Regions from separate parts of the Gossypium hirsutum genome. Here region 2 is linked to region 1. A link is a contact called in public Hi-C data. All regions are on one chromosome and are shown on one strand. The core of a region is the stretch at or near the end of the contact, and the rest is flanking DNA. Distances in the headings are between cores, read along the strand shown. Region 1 holds the start of LOC107948338 (pentatricopeptide repeat-containing protein At5g02830, chloroplastic). Region 2 holds the start of LOC107948340 (WRKY transcription factor 44).

Region 1 (2,800 bases), core at 86-2,585:
CCACTCAAGTTCTTCTTGGACGCTTCATATGCTGTCAATGCTGATGCCAAATCCCTCTTCTTTCCAAATTCGCATATAATGCTACAGAACAACATATGGGCATGTGGCAGCAGGCAAGAATACCTTAAATGTAAACATTCCAAGAATTAGAATAGGCCAATCAAAAATTGTAAAAAAGTGTTCACCTTTGAATTCATTGAAGCTACAGAGTTTGATAAAATTGAGACCTACAGAGAACAAACAAAAAGGAAGCAAGAACTCATACCTTATTGCCAGGTTTGGGTTTCGTTTATCAACACAGATTTTGACAATGTATGATGGATTCACTAGTTCCTTGATTGTGAATTGAAAATCTGAATCAATAAAACATCTGTCAAGCAATACAAGGAACCTCTAAAACACAAAGTAACTAAACACACACCTAAAATCTTCCAAGCATGAGAAACTCATTGCATACAAGCACTGACATCTAGTACAATTGTTTGTTTGTTTCTAAGGAATTATGATATGATTTACATTTGGGTATTAATGAGAATAAAGCAGCAAATGCTCATTGGTCAAAGGTTACCTCTTAGAGCCTCTAACAAATCAACAGCTTCCTCCACTTCGCCAGAACCCAAAATCCTTTGAAACCCCCTTTTCAACGAATCCAAACCAGACTCATTAACCAACTTCAGAGGAGCAACCCCAAGCTTCTCAACTTTCCTCAACACTTGAACAACACTTTTAACTTTCCCTTCTTGAACACTCGAAGCAATCCCTTTAGAAACAAGCTCAACACTCAACATAGATGCGAAACGCGAAGCATTAACCCCCGAAGCAACGACCATCTCCACCGTCATTGAAAAGTCCTCGAGACGGCCATCCTCCGCCAGCTTCGAAGCGAGGTCGGCGTAGTACTTGAGCGGGGAGTCGCGGAGGGAAGCGTGGTTCCATCGGGCGGTGGAGGAGAGGAGAGGGTAAGGGTGTTGATGAGAGTGGACGGTGGGGATTGAAGGAGAGACAGGATGGCATTGTTTTCTTGAAGGAGAAAGCTTGCGGAAAGAAGAGTTGGTTTTCTTGGTTGAAGAGCGGTGGCGGTGATGGTGGTGGAGATTGGTGGGAGTTGGAGGGCTGGAAATGGAGGAACTGCCAAGGATGACAACAAAATCCTTCATTCTTGGCTAAGGAAGTGAGGTTACAGTTGCGGTGAGTTCACTTGGCTGCTCTTCCATGGATATTTTCTTTGGTATGGATTGAATTTGAAAGGCAGGTATTTTCAATCTTTAGTGAACGTTTATGAGCCAATTGTTTTGTGTTTCAGGGGTGGGTGATGAAATTAAAAATTAGGGTGATGAATTATATCTTTTAACTTAATTTGAAATTTCTAGTTAAATTAAAAAAAATATTTAATTCTTTGTAACCATTATCACCAACTATAATTAAATTTATTATTAACTTTTAATCTCATAATTTATTTATTAATATTTTATATACAAGTTTACTTCTTTAGTTGTTTAGTTGTTTTAACTATTTTTCTTGTCACTAAGTATTTTAAAATTAAAAAACATATTAAATATAAAAAATATGAATTTTTAATAAAAGCTATCTTAAATATAAAATGTGAAATTGATATAACATAAAATTTTAATACGAATATTTTATTATATCATTAATAATTTAATTTTTAGAAATTTATAAAGATTCAATATGATCAAATAATTCAATAATGTAAATAGTATAAAATGTGAAATTTAATTTAATAATATATATTGTAGATATAAATAAAATTATTATTAGGTTTAGGGATTTTTTGGATGACTTTGATTTTTAATTTGGGGGTAAAAGGTGAGAAGTAAAAATTTAGAGGAAAATAAAAAGTTTTGGGAATTTGGGGAGTAAAATTTTGGGGGGAAAGTAAATGGAGGAGTAAAACTTTGGGGGGAAAATATTCAAAAAAATTTGAGAGAAAAATGGTTTAGATAGACGGGAGGTGAGATGGGAGGGGAGTAAAAGTTTTGGAGTAAACTAAAAAGGTTTAAGGATTTGAGATAAAAATGTAAAATATTATAGTTTGGTATTTGTTTATTTGAATTATTTGAGTTCAAAAATTCAACTTGATTTGAACTCGAAATTCGAAAAAAAAATTGAGTTGACTCGAATAAGTCAATTTGTTTAACTCAAAATTTGAAAAAAAATCGAGTTGAATCGAGTTTTGCTCACCCTAAATAAAATAACCATCACATTAAAATTAGAAAGAAAAAATTAATTGTTTGGATTGAAATTTGAAAAAATGGAAAAAAAGTTTAATAATATTTTCAAAACTCAAGAATTTCGGGAAAAAAATATACTTTGTTTCATCTAACGAAAGAGGATTTATCCGGAGATTGCAAACAAGGATTCGCCATTAAGAACCCCCAGAAAGGGGTACTTATACGGATTATCCAAGTGATAGTTATGTTTGTTAAGACTATTCCTCTTTGAGGAGAATCTATTGTGAGTATACCTGCCATAGAGTTAGTTCCTAGGGAACTATCATATAAGAGAAACCGTAAACTCAAATAGTAGCTTAGGCGGATGTGTTACACCTTAAAAGTAAGGTATTGCAAATATGGCTATTACGGGGAAGTAATCCAAACAACTTTTCAACCCAAGTGTAGGGTAAAATAAGATTTAGTCCGCTATAGTGGCATGAGTCCTCATTAGTTAACCTAACTGATGAGATGTCAACAATTCTTTCGGACTATAGTAAGAAAAAGGAGTTTTCCAAGGACAAATCAGATTTGGAATGTTCGCCAAGAAAGACATAACCAATTGTCCT
Region 2 (2,800 bases), core at 204-2,703, 250 kb before region 1:
TGGTTTAGCTATGACTATCCTCTCTGCTTCTTTAACCTCCATTTCAGTAATTGTGTGTATTATATTTCACTTTAGCATAATGTGCCTTGGAAACCCAATATATACCACTCCTTGACCTCAATTAAGCTCAAAACCAACATATTAGACCTATAAGCAGCAGGGTTATATAAACAGAAGAAATGTTAGGAAAGAAAGTTGCATGGATATGTGTTTGTGTTTGCAGAACAAGTTAGAGACAAAACTGCAGAACATCTCAGCAGTAAAACTAGGACAAGACATAAAGATCTACTCATACTTGAATGTAATTGAATGACTGAACCTTTTTTTTTTTTCTGAAAAAACAAAACAAAACAATTTAGTCCAATTTAATAAAACAATAACAAAGGCTTCACCTTAATACCATTTAGAAGATAAGTCTTTGGCTAATTGATAATCTTGTTCACTGGTCATTAGGACCCTAAATTTAAGGATTTCTGAATCAAGTATTGGCTACAACCCAGAAAATTACTGACCATAAATTAAGATTTCTTTTTATTTCCATCATGACCATGGATCAAGATACAATAAAAATAATCTCCATCTTGATATCAACTCATATCTTCTTCTCTTTTTTATTGTTTTTATTTCTGGGAAAAGTAAACTATCCCATCTAGCATTATGAAGAAAAATAAGGGGAAAAAGAGAAAATGTTTAGGATTTTACAGAAAAGCAGTTTAACAGCATTTGGAGTAAGTAGAGAAAAAAAAAGGTCCTAAAAGAAAAACCAAAGCCCCCAAAATAGCATTTTTAACAAACAGAAAAAAAGGGGGAAATCTGAAAGTTTAACTAAAAATTATCAAGTAAATTGTATATGAACACAACACCAAAAAGTAATAATAGAGCTAAAGAAAATGAGAACTGACCAGAATAAGATATGTCACAAATTAGCAAGTTGTTTTTGCTTCCATGAAATCTCATTAAATTCCAATCCTTTCAGCTCAGTCTGCATGATTGACGAAGGAATTCAATGAGGAAAATGAAAACAACATAACTTTATAATTCAGAAACTTCTTCCTTAGCAGGAAAAAAGAATCATGACAGAACTCTGAAACACAAAGAACTTGACCTCCAATAACAAGAAACCCTAACCAGTTAACAGATGAAGCAGCGTGCTTTTGTTTAATGAATATATACAAGAAATGATGTTTTCCTGTCTGTTCTTGAACTTACTAAAGGAACCAAAAGAGAAATAGCTTTGGAGACCAAAAAAAAAAAAAGAACAAAAGGGTTTAAGCTGAATTCGATTTCTTTGAGTAACGCATTTGTTTTCAGACGGGGGAAAAAGATGAGATCTTCAATGTCTGTTTTGTGTCTGAAACTGAGAATGTGAGGGAGTTCATTGTTTTCTTGACCAAGGAGAGGAAAAAAAAAAAAAGGAAAAGTCGCTGATATTACTGAAGTGTTTTTATTTTTACGAAATATTAAGGCTGTTTTAATATAAATATTAGGGATAAGGGAACATTTAGTCCCTGAAGTTGACAGTTTTTCTCAATTTGGTCCTTAAACTTTTTTTACACATGAATCCCTAAATTTGACAACTTTTCTCATTTTTGGTCCATATGAAGATTTGGCAATTTGACATTGTGTCATACATCACTTAAATTTTTTTTTATAAAAGTTATAATTTTTAGATGATGATGTGGATAATATCAAATGACATATCATCACACGGATCAAAATTAGAAAAAAAAAATGCTAAGTTCTAAGATTAATGTAGATAAAAAAAGAGTTTAAAAACTAAATTGAAAAAATTGCCAAGTTCATTGACGAACTAAGTGTGTGTTTACCATTGAGATTGAAAAGTATTTTTCGAACCAAACCTTGATTTTAAATTGAAATTTTAACTCAAGAAAAAAAATCAAAATTTTTAGTTTTTTTGGGCTTTTGGAATAGTACTTGTTAATGAAGTTAACTTTTTATCATTAAGTCTTCTATTTTATAACATGTCTAAAATTGTCATTCTATTTTCTTAAAAGTATTTTTTGACAACAATGGTAAACACCATCAAATTTTTCAAAAGCTTTTTGTTATAGCACTTTTCATCATCAATAGTAAACTAACCTTAAACAATGCTTTAATTTTAAATATTATACATAACAATAAATTTTAAGTCTAAATATGTTCTTGATTCTTGTAATCTTCAAACTTTTGAAATTTAATCATTTTTTATTATTTACTAACATTTTTGTCTTTTTACTTGTTTAGAGTGCAATTGACAACATTGGCAAAGAATTTTTATTAAAATTAAATATGTGACATTTTAATATTTAACACATACTCAAATTTAACAAAAAAGATAATTTGTTGATATAGTGGTATAAGAAAAAAGAGATATGGAGGAGAGAGTGGTGGTTGCTGAGGTAGCTAGTTCACTCAATCGGGATGGAAAGATGAAGGTTACAAAGAACAAAGGTGAGGAGAGTGTTAAGATTGAGAGTTGAAGGTAAGTTAATAGGCTATAGTCTTGGTATTCTTGGAGTGTCGATCCTTTCTTCATCGTTCCTAGGGGTATTTATAGGCGAGGGTCCCATGTAGGATGATGTTAACGTATTGAACTTGCAATTAAACTATCATTGTGGAACACATGGGGTGGATGTCTTCAATAGGGCAAGAATGTTTGTGATGGAATAGATCTTGTCATTCATTCTGACTTGATGGTAAAGAGCAATTGAACCCATATGGTATTTGGTGACCAACAATATCACATTCTTGATGAAAGCTTAGGGACCTCAATGACGGATGACTCATATATGTCTGAATG

The links. Hi-C and Micro-C count contacts between places; a contact is called where the count stands out from the background.
Region 2: a Hi-C map of leaf shows a contact between it and region 1, with 2.8 times the contacts expected there. The contact joins the promoter of LOC107948340 here to the promoter of LOC107948338 in region 1. A contact is called at or near these places in 8 of 34 Hi-C or Micro-C datasets (fibers, leaf, petal and 1 more).

What each region holds. Positions count from the first base shown.
Region 1 is chrA04:69,386,506-69,389,305 of Gossypium_hirsutum_v2.1, reverse strand. LOC107948338 (pentatricopeptide repeat-containing protein At5g02830, chloroplastic) reads right to left here and starts at 1,335. Exons shown (of 12, transcript XM_016882842.2): 1 at 569-1,335; 2 at 266-353; 3 at 1-123. The coding sequence starts at 1,157.
Region 2 is chrA04:69,639,877-69,642,676 of Gossypium_hirsutum_v2.1, reverse strand. LOC107948340 (WRKY transcription factor 44) reads right to left here and starts at 1,453. Exons shown (of 7, transcript XM_016882843.2): 1 at 1,106-1,453; 2 at 903-982; 3 at 1-147. The coding sequence starts at 42.